Regions from separate parts of the Mus musculus genome. Here region 2 is linked to region 1. Evidence: chromatin contacts called from public HiChIP or PLAC-seq data. All regions are on one chromosome and are shown on one strand. The core of a region is the stretch at or near the end of the contact, and the rest is flanking DNA. Distances in the headings are between cores, read along the strand shown. Region 1 has its middle 27 kb from the start of Gm15322. Region 2 overlaps Ankrd55 (ankyrin repeat domain 55).

Evidence for each region. HiChIP or PLAC-seq counts read pairs in DNA pulled down with a chosen protein or histone mark.
Region 2: a contact with region 1 is called in a FOXA1 HiChIP or PLAC-seq map of pancreatic cancer cells. The contact joins two enhancer-like sites. A contact is called at or near these places in 1 of 115 datasets of contacts at active chromatin or transcription factors (pancreatic cancer cells) and 1 of 9 other capture datasets (embryonic trunk).

Annotation. Positions count from the first base shown.
Region 1 is chr13:111,964,810-111,971,745 of GRCm38.p6, forward strand. No RefSeq gene overlaps it. Among named protein-coding and RNA genes, the nearest start is that of Gm15322, 27 kb to the right of the region's middle. Within about 2 kb of position 1,587, at least 23 of the 459 cell types and tissues checked have an H3K27ac peak or open chromatin away from gene starts, as enhancers often do. A contact at or near this core is called in pancreatic cancer cells, where this site is marked.
Region 2 is chr13:112,322,862-112,329,200 of GRCm38.p6, forward strand. Ankrd55 (ankyrin repeat domain 55) reads left to right here. Exons shown (of 11, transcript NM_029898.3): 3 at 191-321; 4 at 4,268-4,377. Among named protein-coding and RNA genes, the nearest start is that of Gm41065, 30 kb to the right of the region's middle. Within about 2 kb of position 3,575, at least 48 of the 459 cell types and tissues checked have an H3K27ac peak or open chromatin away from gene starts, as enhancers often do. A contact at or near this core is called in pancreatic cancer cells, where this site is marked.

The DNA of each region.
Region 1 (6,936 bases), core at 337-2,836:
TGGGTCTCCAGCCCAGAGCCTTGCCAGTGCTAGGCAAGTGCTCTACCACTGTAACATGTCTGCTCACCTAAAGACTTGTGGGCTGCTTAAAAAAAATAATTATTTTTTTTCTTACATGTATAGGATATGGAAGTGGAAATGTCAAATAAATCAGGTAAGAGTCACCAATAAAGCCAGCAGTAGTTTTAGACCCAGTCCTTTAAAAATGTGTGCTTGGACTTGTGAACCACATGAAGGACCAAGGAAGGAGGCTTCTGTTAAGAAGACTTGATGTGAGAGATGGCTCAGTGCTTAAGAGCACTGACTGCTCTTCCAGAGGTCCTGAGTTCAAATCCCAGCAACCACATGGTGGCTCACAACCATCTGTAATGGGATCTGATGCCCTCTTCTGGTGTGTCTGAAGACAGTGATAGTGCACTCACATACATTAAAAAAAAATCTTAAAAAAAAGAAGTCTTGATGTAGCAGGAGAGATGATTTAGTGATAAATAAATGATGATGAAGTGGTGGGTGGGGGATCACGAAGCACAAAGTCCACCTGTTACTGCAAATGACTGCTAGTAAGAGCGTACTTAGTTGGAGAGGTTGAGGGTGGAGTTTGATTCCACCTTAATATCATGAATAACTGACTATTAATCTAAGCCGTGCTGTGGAACACCACATATGTGATCCCTGCCTCTAGTGAGTTTACTGCCTAGCAAGGGAGAAAGCCACCAAGCTCACGGCTATATAAACAGTTCCCTAACAGGAACAATGACTACTGGGAAGGAAAAGTATGACAGGTATGAGACTGTGTAAGGGGGAGATGCTGAAAGGGTCTGCGGCAGAGGGGCAGGAGGTGGTGCAAATGCCACATTCCTCATCTGAAGAGCCTGGCACCAAAAGGGCCTCAGATTTTGGATATGCCTCCAGAAATTTCTAGAGTGTTTACGTATGCATAATGATATCTTGGTCAAAGGGGTCCAAACCTAAGCAAAAAAAAAAAAAAAAAAAAAAAAAAAATTCAGTGTGTGTGTGTGTGTGTGTGTGTGTGTGTGTGTGAATGTGTAATACAGTAGTAGAAGGTAATTTTACATAGTATTTTTAGTGTGTCTGAGCTTTGAGTGCAACCAGTCACCTGAAGTCAAATGTAGAATTACCCATGTGCAGCTCATTGTTAGTACTCTAAAGGCGTCCGATTTGAAGCATTTTGGATTTCGGGTTTCTAATTGGGGATGCTCACCTCTGCTGAGAGACGGCGCATAGAAAAAAAGCAAACATGGAGGCATACAGCAAAGCAGTTTAGGAAGAGAAGACAAGAAAGATGGGTCACAATGTGTCCTGAGAGCGTCTCCTTGGTTGTCAGAAATCTGAACTTGACTTGTTAGGAAAGAAGGAAAGACACAAAGGTCAAGGTAGTCCAAGGGAAGCCTTGTGACTCAGGCCAGAGCAAAGCCACATGAAAAAGAATCACAGGGCTTTTGTTTTTGTCCAGAAAGCCATATCAATCACTGTCACTCTCCGGATGCGATATGGAGAGCCAGGGAGCAGCCAGGCTCACGGTAACCATCCATGTACGTTCTATGTGTGCTTTATGACTCAATGTCTGGTCTGTTTGCTGGTCTCATGTCTCACAAGGCAAGAGGTAACAGTTTAGGACGAGGACAGGGCCAGGCAGCACAGGGAGGGAGGATTCATATCCTGGAGAGCTTGTTGGTTATACCTGGGTGCTCTGCAGTGCAGCCCAGTGAGTGAAGAGCAAAGGAATAAAATACTCAGTGTGGACAGGGTAGCCGACCACCCATCCCAGAAGTCCTAGGGTTATCTCTTTCCTCTTCTCCTCACTGGCATGATCCAGCCAGGTTGAACTTGGTTGGGTTTTGGCACAGCTTCCTCAGCAGTTTAGAAGCGAGGCTTTCTATAACATGAAGGAGGCTTGCCCCAGCAGAGCCAAAGTCACCAGGCCTCCCTGGAGCTCCCTTTTGAACGTCTTTAGTAAGCACACACGTGGCACACAGACCCTTTTAGCCTCTTAGCACAATTCTTACAAATCAAACCCACTGGTGGGCAGAGCAGGAAGATGTCTGGCTGCCATCCAGACAGTAAACAATAGAGGCAATTATTAGACAGTCATTAATCTTGTCAATTACACATTAACCCAGGCAGTGTGTGTTAAGGGGAGTACAATCTTCATATACATATACATACATATATATATATATATATATATATATATATATGTTTGTTTTTATTAACCATGAAAGAGAACATTTTAAAAGGTCTATATATCTATACTCTCCCCAGCTTCTCCATTTGAGGAGACAGTCATACCACTCTGAAAATTCCTTTAGCAAGTATGTTGGTTGCATCTCTCAATGTTTTTGTTTTTTTTGGTTTTTTTTTTTGTTTTTTTTTTTTCTCTGTTGGCTGATAATTCAGTTCTGCTGAGTATTCAGGAAGCTGATTGTGTTGCTTTCGGTAAATCCACTACAGTTCCTTTTTCAATCTGAATACTTTGGTCAAGTGGTCTATATTAATATAAATACTAGCTTCACTAGATGACACAGTAATTGGTAGCACAGAGCAGGGGTTGGAGGCTTTTTCTTTGCGTCTGTCTATAAAGACCTACTTTCTGTTCATCTTTGTCTGAGTAGGTGTTACCAAAAGACATCCTTGCCCATTTGAGAACCCATAGCACCTGGCTTTGAGGTCTAAGGAAATGAAAAACAAACAAACAACATGGCGTGCCATCTAGAAACAGCTGCATTTCACCTTACTGGGGGTGGTGGTGAGGAGGCAGTTTTTCTTCAGAGCCTTTCTCTAAACACCCACACCCGCCTTCAGTACTCTGACCTTCCCAATCCTTTTTAAAAGCAGCTCTAAGAAGTGACCCATGTCAAGCCATTTATTTCTTCAGGGGCAGTAATGAGCCCAGAGAATGTTTGTGCTTGGCCACATTTCCGTTGTAAACCTTATCTTTAGTGATGGAATGAGAAGAATTTCAGGTATTAGATAATAACCCAAAGTTGAAGTTTTTAAGTTCTGTTCACATGGCACCCAGACAAATAACCTTTTTATTGGCAGGAAGGGCAATTCTCAGTGGGCACTCGTCACGATTTGAGTAGTTGCTCTCTGCTCTCTCTCTCCTTTAAGTTGAACTGGCTGTGGGGGACAGGAAATGAGGGTAGGTGGTGACAGGGCAAGTGGAAGAGAAGAACTCCTAAAACGTTACTTTCTAAGACATTTGAGACCTATTTAAGTAGAGTCCTAATGCCTGCCAGGTCAGAAGACCCAGGGATGTGGAAGGACAGAAATATCTGTTGAAAGTGAACATCAACTTCTTCCTTGAGATGCCTAGAGAGGAGAGTCCCCCAGTTTCTAGGGGATGGAGGCATCTTGATTAACTGTCAGATTTGGTTCATGAATGCAGCGATTATAAGGTTTTCATTAGACTCACCTTGATCCTATCTCTAGGTCTAATAAATATTAACTGCATTTATTTTGGAAGTCGGGCTTGGTAGCATGAGAGGGCTGACTCATCACTGAGGTTCCCTGAAGCTCTAAACTCCAGTGCTTTCTGAGATCTGCAACACTAGATTAAGTGGTGTAATTTAATATGTTATTATTCCAACCAAAAGGCTCAGGCTTAGGATGCTGGTGAAAGTAAGAGGCCAGAACACAAGGGAGAGCGGCCACTCTCCATGGCTCGTTTCCTCCCTAAATCAGAGCAATTACAGAGCCAGGGGAAGAAATAGAAGTTACCGGTGGCAAATCGATAGTAACAGTATTGCCAGCACTCGGATCAGGGATATGTGGTCAGAAGGGTGGGAAAGAGCAGAGAGATTCTGGAACTTCAGGCGTGTCAGCGTCTTCTAATGGTAGTAAGTTGATCTTAATGGTAGAGAAGGCACGGGTTGTCCTTTGAATAGATGATTAAAAATATAAGCCACGGGAGAGTTCCTCAAAAAGAAAAAAAAAAAAGAAACTGCAACTCAGCAGCTCTGGGATGATCGAGTGTATATTTTACAGGCAGCTGGTTTCAGAACCTCAGGGAAAAGCTGTTCCCTAAGCACCGTTCTCATAAATCAGTGAAGGACAGTAGAGAGAAATTTAGAAAGGACGATTCTAGAGTTCATCGGGCTCTTTCCGGCAGAACGTTTCTATCTTCAATAACATTGTGGATACTTTCTTCAGGAACCCATTTGGAGGAAGAGTAGCCTTCATCCTAATAGGCTAGTTATCTATAATTCATTGATAATTGACAAAATGCCTTGCATCCCTAACACTTTGCCAGGAGATGCAGACAGCAGGAGGACAAGAGACTCTCACAATCTTAGAAGAATTTGGAGCTTAGCAGAAAATGCACTAATGCATTTGCGGTGGGTAACAGGTGTGGAAATCTTTTAACCTTCTAGCTAAAGCTTGTACCACCAGTCGTTTCAGGAATGCGAGTCACTAGAGACTGAGTGGATTAGTTGGACTACAATGGCTCCAGGTTTGTGTGTCTTTGGGCTTCTTGATAACTGCTATAGTTTGGATCTTAAATGTCCTCCAAAGGTCCATGTTAAAGGCGTGGTTTCCAGGTTGGCATTGCTGGGAGGTAGTATGAGTTTTAAGAGCAGAAGCTTGGTGGGAATGGAGGGAATGGCGAGGCCTCAGCTGGTGTCTGACCCCCTTTCTCTTCCTAGGTATGAAGCTGGCGATTTTTACCCTGCTATGTGCCCTTATCACGATGGGCTCTTTCACCACCGACCCCCAATGATGGCGCCAACTGGACAGGGACTTTTATCTTTATACATTGAGTACCTTGGCCACTTAAATATCTTGTGATATTGATTGATTGATTGATTGATTGATTGATTGTGTGTAGGCAGATGAGTGCCACAGTGCATGTGTGGACGTTGGAGGAAAACCTGAGGGAAGCTGTTTTCTCCTACCATGTGGGTCCTAGGGATCAAATATGGTATTAGGCTTACTAGCAAGTACCTGTCCCCAGTGAGTCATCTCACCAGCCCATCGTGGGTACTTTTGATACTGACGTGAAGTGGCATCACTCTATGCTTGAACATCCCTGTCATTTCTAGTTAGGAAGCTGATGGCTACTTTTTCTTCACTAATAAATATCAATATTAAAGTGGTAAAATGATTCTAGGATAAGAGTTTGAGAATTTCTTCAACTTATTTTTTTAAAGATCTATCTATCTATCTATCTATCTATCTATCTATCTATCTATCTATCTATCATCTATCTATCATCTATCTATCATCTATTTATTTATTTATTGTGTATGTGTATGTGTGTGTTGATGTATATACTGAGTGAGCATGTTTGTGGATCTTCTAGACCTGAAGGTACAGGCAATTGTAAGCTATCTGAGATGGGTGCCGGGAAGTGAACTCTGGCACATCAGCTTTTAACTGTTAAGGTCTCTTTGTAGACCTGTCCTCCAGTATCTAAAATGGACCAGGAAAGGTGAAACACACCTTTTGTGGTGGATCAGTGATGAAAATCTTTCATTTGCTCTGTCTTAAAATCTGCTTTGTGAAAGAGCTTACACCGATTTCCTGGTTTATTTCACTTCACAATCCTCTCTGGATGATGACTGATGCGCTGTAGTGGATCCTCAGGAAGACTCTACCAACAGTGGGAAGATGGAGTTTTAGTGTTTTCTTGCTTTTTTGTTTGTTTGTTTGTTTGTTTTTGCCAAAGCTGATTTAGGAGCTGGATCATGGATAGGTACTTATAGACCCTCTCATTCTACCCGACTTGTGGGCAGGACCTGTTCCAACAGCACAGTGTAAACTCACTGGATTGGAAATGCGTTCATCTTGCTTTGTGCTTATCAGCCTTGGGATGTTCAAATGCATTGGAGATTACCCCTTCCACTCCATGCTAGCCTTGAAAAGTGTCAACAGACCAGCAATTTGTTATTTTTAAAGTAATGACTTCATTGCATTTATTCTTAGAACTCTGAGTTGATTGTACATAATTTTTTTTTGTTAGCCACAGAAACACCACATGATCATATTAGTGAATGTGGGACAACTTAATAAAACTCTCTATTCTTAATGTAAACTCTTCCGGAAAGACTAGAGGGAAATGCTTAGTTTGATAAGCAACATGTCCAAAGATTTATAACAAATGTCATGCTTTGCAGTAAGATGCTAGGTGCCCTGAGTGAGGTTCCTCAGAACCAGATATTGAGAAAGACAGTCTTAAGGGAGTCTTCTCTGGTAAAACTCATCTAAAAGGAAAGTGAGCAGTGTCAGGCACACAAGAGATGAAGGCATGGGTGCAGAAGAGCCCACAGGGCGTTCTAAAATGAAGTGGTCCATGGTTATTCCATCTCATAGCAAAAGGGAAAGCTCTGTTGGTACCCAGCCTAAAATAGTTATCTCACTTCACAACAAGCCTTTTAGGTGCCTTCTATTAGTTGTTGGCTGCAAGTCACCTATCTATGTTTGTGCTGACATACCAGAATACTATTAACAGACTGAATCTATAATGAAAAAAAAAAAAAACATTATCTGACTCCTGGATCTGGAGTTTGAGAAACCCAAGAGCCTAACATTGGCACTCGATGAATATTCCAAGTTGTATCACGCCATGACAAAAGGTAGAAAGGCTAGAGAAGATGGAAACAAGAGAGCAAGAGGGAGGAGAACTTGCTTTGGTACCCACATATGTGCTAAGTAGCCCATTCCTGTGAGCACCCCATCAGTCCATTTGCAAGGGCAGAGCTCTCTTAATCTAACCACTAATCTAGCTAAATGTCTTCGCAAGAAGAGTGAATCTGTAAGCTCCTACAAATGGGACCTCCAAGCCTAGTAAAGGGGTCTGGTATACACCAACACAGCCAGCTAACTTGTTTTTCTATCTTACATATATAATTTATGTAGAGTTAGAGAAACCTTTATTTTTAACTATTTTCTGGTTTCTGTCTGTCTTCCTGCTTT
Region 2 (6,339 bases), core at 2,325-4,824, 360 kb after region 1:
GAGGGAGCCGATGACGGGAGGGACATCTCTATGTAAACAGAAACCATCACCCTTGGCTCTCCTCAGCCCCACAAAATCCAGCAGATGGATTTGTGCTACAGGAAATCAGAATGAATGAACAAACCAACGGTTTGCTCATAAATCCCAAAAGCTAAACATTTGTAAAGGCTGTTGAAATGTCTCATTCCAGGATGCACGCCCTTGATGCACGCGGTTTCAGGACGTCAAGTGGACACAGTGAAATTGCTGCTAAAGATGGGTGCCAACATTAACACACAGGATGCGTATGGTCGCACCAGTTTATGCCTGGCAACCTACCTGGTATGGATCTCTATTTGTTAATGGGGCTACAGAACAAGAGAACAGAGATGTCATGTGGATTGCACACACAGAATGGTGCCTATGATACAGTAGGTCAACAAGAATAGGACTTTAGGCTTTGCTTATTATCCTTAAGGCTTGTATGGGCCGTAAGTACCTTCATTTATTTATTTCCCTGGCTGCCCTGGAACTCACTCTGTAACTCATGAGTTAACATAGAGGTGATGTGAGATAGAAAATGTTATTTTCTATCTCAACACCAGACTTTCACTTGGGACATTTCTGGCCCTTGTTGGCATTTCTAACAAGGCCATAAATAACCCCCAGAGGGTGGTAACAATTTCAAGATTCAGTTAACATCTGCGGGGTGTACTTAGGTGGAAATTAGCTGAGCGGAAGCTCCAGGCTGCAGAATGTGAGAAGTAATGAGAATTGGGAAGGGTGAGGGGATGTGGGCGTCGGAGATGTAGGCGTTGGGGACAAGGGCATCAGGGACTAGGGCACCGGGGTTGTACCAGGATCACAGGGGCAATGCCAAATGAAGAACTCACTCAGTTCATAGTTAGTGCTCACATTAGAAACTGTAATGTCATCCTTCATACTAGGGATTTCAGTTCAGCATTGCCCAACGTTTAAGCAAAGCGTGGTTAGGACTCACTGAAAATCCTCTAGCCCTCTCCTCTCAGATGCACTAGGTGGTCCTTCTGCAAGCTCCTCGGGCTGGCTTAAATCCACGTGAAACAAGCCCTGCTGGCCATGCGGGACAGTTTATTGCTTTTTTTCTTTTCATGGCTGCTACCCTCTCACATCTGTTGCCTCGTGGGTTCACTGCAGCTGACAGTTGATAGTCAGGGATTTCTCCCAACCAGCCCCCACTACAGATTCACCCCTCCAGCCCCACTAAAATAAAACACTTCCCTTCCCCAAACTCGACACCCCTTCCTGCCACACAATTCAGAGTGTGCAATATGCATTGCTCAATTCCCACAGAGATTTTCTTCAGAGACCACTTTAATTTTTTTTTCTTTGCAAACTCTGTTTCTAGGACCCAGAAACGATTTTTTTGAAATGTGGTCCAGAGGCCTCTTGGATCAATACCACTTAGAGGTCTTGTTTGAAAGGTGGGCTCTGAGGTATGCTAAGACTTCCTTAGTTAGAAACTCCTTAGAGAGCTTGGGAGTAGAGGAGGATGGGAGGCTGCAGGTTAAACTAACCTCCCTGGCAAATTTGGTGTCTACTTGAGTTTGAAGACCACTGCTCTGTATGTGTTAGCTGAGTGAGTCTCTGTATTCAGACAGATGTAGGTCTTGGTCACCTCCCTTGTAACATGTGCAACTGCTCTTTATACAAACCTTTTGTGTCTGAGAAAAACAGGCAACATTTTGAATGAACAGTCAAAGGAAAAGGGTGGGATGGCTTCTAAAGTTGACTGCCATTGGACTCTATAATACGGTAGAAACAAGTTATATGTCTTTAAAAGACTCTAAACTCTAAAATTCAAATTTTGAAAGGACTGGAAAGAAGTGTCCCACTAAACATCAATTATGAGGGGCAACTTGGAATGTAGAAAGGTAGCCTCTTTGCAGGCAGCCCTTGCCATTCTAAAATGCTGGGGAGGGAAATGGTAACAATACACAGGGTGGGCTGCCTGCTTCCCTGTGCCTGTCCTCTGTGTGAGTCCCCAAGGCTCACTGGAAAGAGGTGCATTCTGGGAGCTGCCATGAAATCCAGCAATGTCTAGATTTGACCATTAAGAGAAACTTGACAAAAGAGACACTTAGAAACTGAGTCTCAACTCAGGGTACAAATAAATTTGTAGAAGCGGGACCTTGGGCAAATCTTTTTTGGCCTCAATCCACATTTTTGAGGTGTAGTTAAAAACAATAACCTAAGCTTATCACCTTTGAAGGAAAAGGTGGAGCCAGCTAGCAGGTAGAAGGTAGATTAGACACTCATTTGTTGCGTCAGCATGGTAGCAAGTGTTTCAAATATCTTCATTGGTTTTTAAATTTCCTTTCTGGAAAAAAAAAAGACTGAAGAAAACCACATATACACATTGAGTTCCAAGAAACATTGCAAAATGTTTTAGATATTTCAAGGCTTACTCCACCAAAAGATCTGCTTTTTCAAAAACTGTATGAGTCTAGTGCTTGGGCAATTCTGAAGTTTGCCCAAAGTGTCTTGCTGTTGGATTGCCCTGATTCATTTTTTTTTAAAGCAGAGAACTTGATGATTTGGATATTAGCAACTAGAAACAGATGTAATACATTAGTAAACTGTGAATCAATCCTGACAATGTCTCCAAATATTTGCTTCTACTTAAGACAGCTATCGATGGTCAATTCTACAGAACTGACTTTACGTGATATTATAGCCCATGATATTTATTTAGCTTTGATTTTTGTGACAGGGTCTCATGTAGCCTCCAAGTCACTCTGTAGCAAAGGCTGACCCTTAACTCCTGACCCTTTTTGTTGTTAACCTCCCCAAATCTGGGATTCTAGGTCTGCACATCCATGCCTGCTTTGGTCCAGAAACTATGATGTGCTCTTGTCTGACAGGTATTGTCTAGACTCTTCAAAACCACAAGGTTCTCTTCCTGCTCTCATTTTCTTACCTGAATAAGATTATTAACCCCTGGGGATTGGGTGCTTCCAATTGTCATACTAAGGAAGAGAATCTTCAGTCATCTCATCCTACAGGGGCATCTCTAGGCTTGACTATATACAAATAGAGGAAAAGAGATGCTGCTTTTGGATAAGAGGTTGTCACATCACTCCTCTCAATGAGAAGTTCAGCTATTTAGTTGTCTGCTTATAAGCAGGCAAGAAGCACAAGGGTTGTAGATAAATGTAGGAGACCTTCAGTTTAGGAATGAGAATAAAACTTGGTTATTAACAGTGTTGGATCAGTTAAAGAAGTGTAAACTAAGCAAGCAGTATAAATCTGGGCAGGGCTAGCCTCAGGTTACTCCTGTCCTTTAACATAAGATAGCAAGAAAAAACGGCCCAGTCAGAAATGCTAGCCAGCAAGGTGATAATATAAGTTTCAGTTGGTACAATTAGAATTCAGGGAATTCACCCTGCTTCCCAGGAAATAGGTAGGCCCATAAAACCTTGCAATGGGTTTCCATCCCTTGGAGAACACTAGTTATACCTTCATGTCAGAAACTCAGGATGTTAGCCTTAGAGTCTCAGCTACTGGCAGAGTGTGTGGGTTACATGTGTAAACACAATGAGGCTGACTCATTAGAAAAGGGATATAAAATAATAAAGAATGAAAGCCTACACGTTTGACACAGGAATGTTTCTGGGACACACAGAGGTGGCATTGAAGTCTAGTTTGTTGAAGCAGGTGTTTTTATCCAACTCAGACAGTTGATATGTATGAGTTGGAGATTAAGCCACACGCTGGGAGGCCAGGGCAGGTGACCACAGCCTGTCCCATGCTGTCCTTGGCCCGTGAGAACCAGAGCAGTACACGTGAGGCAGTTGAATCCCAATGAGTGGCTCTGGACATGAAAGGAGAGTCAGGAGAATAGCGCCTGCGTCTGTCTGCATAGGGAAGGGCAACAATCATACTGAAAACTGGGAACGTGAAGCCCAGACTTTCTCTGCTCAGCTGCCAGAGTTGGAACTGTAGTCCTTAATAGTTTCAACTTAAACATGCTGCTAGCCAAACCAAAGAAGTGGGAGAAAGAGAGAGAAAGAAAGAGAGGGGGGGGGGGAGGGAGGAAGGAAGGGAGGGAGGGAGGGAGGGAGGGAAGGAGAGAGAGAGAGAGAGAGAGAGAGGAAGGAAGGAAGGAAGGAAGGAAGGAAGGAAGGAAGAAAGAAAGAAACAAAGGCAAAAACAACGAAAGCAAAACGAAATGAAAAAGACCTATAGAAAGCATGTTGGCCTGTGTTCTGTGTGGCTGTGATATATAACAATGCCATTGCTATTTCAGGGCTGGCTTGAAGGCTGTGTGAGTCTGCTCAGAAACGGTGCCAAGCACAACATCCCAGATAAAAATGGCCGCCTACCTCTGCACGCTGCCACTGCAGAGCCTGATGTGAGGTGAGCAATTCATAGCATGCCAGGTGGAAAAGGCTTTGCAGGAGAAGGGTATGGGGCCTACCCTTCAGTGGCTGATAAAAAGAAGACTTACTCATGGTTTGTAGATAGGACCACACTAAATGTTCTAGAGTAACCTTAAACTCCAGCCTTACTTCCCTCCTGCTTCAATCTCCATCATTTTGAAAGCTCCTATGGCAGCTGGTGACATTTTCTACTACAAACGGCAATGATGCCGCTTGGCGCTTCCTTCATACTCTGTCGCGTACCACATGCCTTTAGTAGTAGTTCAGCATCTCCCAGTCCCAGGCCCTGACCAGCAGCACTGGGGGATAGTTTGTTTGCCTCATTCTTAAGCACCCAGGGTCAGAATGAAGACCTGAAGCTCTGTGGAGCTGAAGGGGTTAAACCATCCTCTAGGCGGGGTGTCTGGGTGTGGCGGGGGAATAACAGGATTTCTTCAGTCATTTTTATAGAAAGTAAAAGGCTTGGGAAATTCCAGGTCTATCCCTGAGGCTCGCTGCTTGTTATCTTGGACCACGTCCAGAAATAACAGAATTTACTCAAAGCCTTGAGCAAGCCCAGACCATTAACTATCAGTAAATATCATAGGTAAGCAAATGGTCTGTTTTCAGAAAAGGAAAGGGAAAAGGAAGGGAAAGGAGAGAGAGAGGAAAGGAAGGGAGGAAAAGGCTTCATTTCGACAGCTTGTACAAATGTTTAGTCATAGAAGTATACTGTTTCTGCAGGAGTGATCTTGAGAAAATAAGTTTAAAAACATTCCCTGCAAGAATTATTCTGCCCTGATTACTGAACTTAAGTGACTTTATCTGCCTCTTGAGTAATTTTAAAAGCTACGTATTCTGAAAGATAAATGCCCACTTAAGTTGTGGTAATTATAGTTATTGCAGTAAATAAAACCCAAAGTTTGAGCACTTCAAGCACTTCACACTCAAGTTTTACTTCACAGCCCAAAGGTCAGTGCTGCTAGGTGGTGGCTGGTTCCCCTCTACTGGTGATTCAGGGACCCGATCACCTCTCCTCTTGTAATGCTAGCATCCTCAAAGGTCACAGAATGTCCCTCACTTAACCTGGTGATGGGCAAAGAGATACCTTGCTCATTCTTGCAAAACCTCAGGCAAATGTCACCGGTCACATCTGTTCTTCTTCCATTAAAAAGGGCTAGTCATTTGCACACACTTCAATAGAATGAACCTCAGGAAAGACAATCCTGGGAGGGCAATCGCTCTGCCTCTGGTGATTCCGAGCCAGAAATGATGAACTCAGACTTCGATGACAAGTTCTCTCTGTCATCTACACCTCAAGTCAGTTAAGCAAAATTACATTCAAGATCAGTTGAGTCAGCTAGGTTCAACCATTGAAATAATTAGTTGAAACCCTGTTCAAGTGCATGTCCTTTTCCATAGACTTGGTTGGTTGGTTGGTTGGTTGTTTGGTTGGTTGGTTGGTTGTTTGGTTGGTTGGTTGGTTGGCTGGTTGGTTGGTTGGTTGGTTGGTTGGTTGGTTGGTTGGTTGGCTGGCTGGCTGGCTGGCTGGCTGGCTGGCTGGCTGGCTGGCTGGCTGGCTGGCTGTTTGGTTGGTTGGTTGGTTGGTTGGTTGGTTGGTTGGTTGGTTGGCTGGCTGGCTGGCTGGCTGGTTGGTTGGTTGGTTGGTTGGTTGGTTGGTTGGTTGGTTGGCTGGCTGGTTGGTTGGTTTTTGGCTTTTTTGAAGACAGCTTTTTTTTTTCTGTGTAGCTCGGGCTGTCCTAGAACTCACTCTATAGACCAGGCTGGCCTCCAACTCAGAGATAAACCTGATACACACACACACACACACACACACACACACGTGCTAGGATGAAAGGTATGCACCAGTGCCACCTAGCTCCATGGACATCGTAGACCGCAGTATCTCTAAACACTGTAGGATCTATCCTACATAGGTAGAACTTTGAAAGCAAAGAGT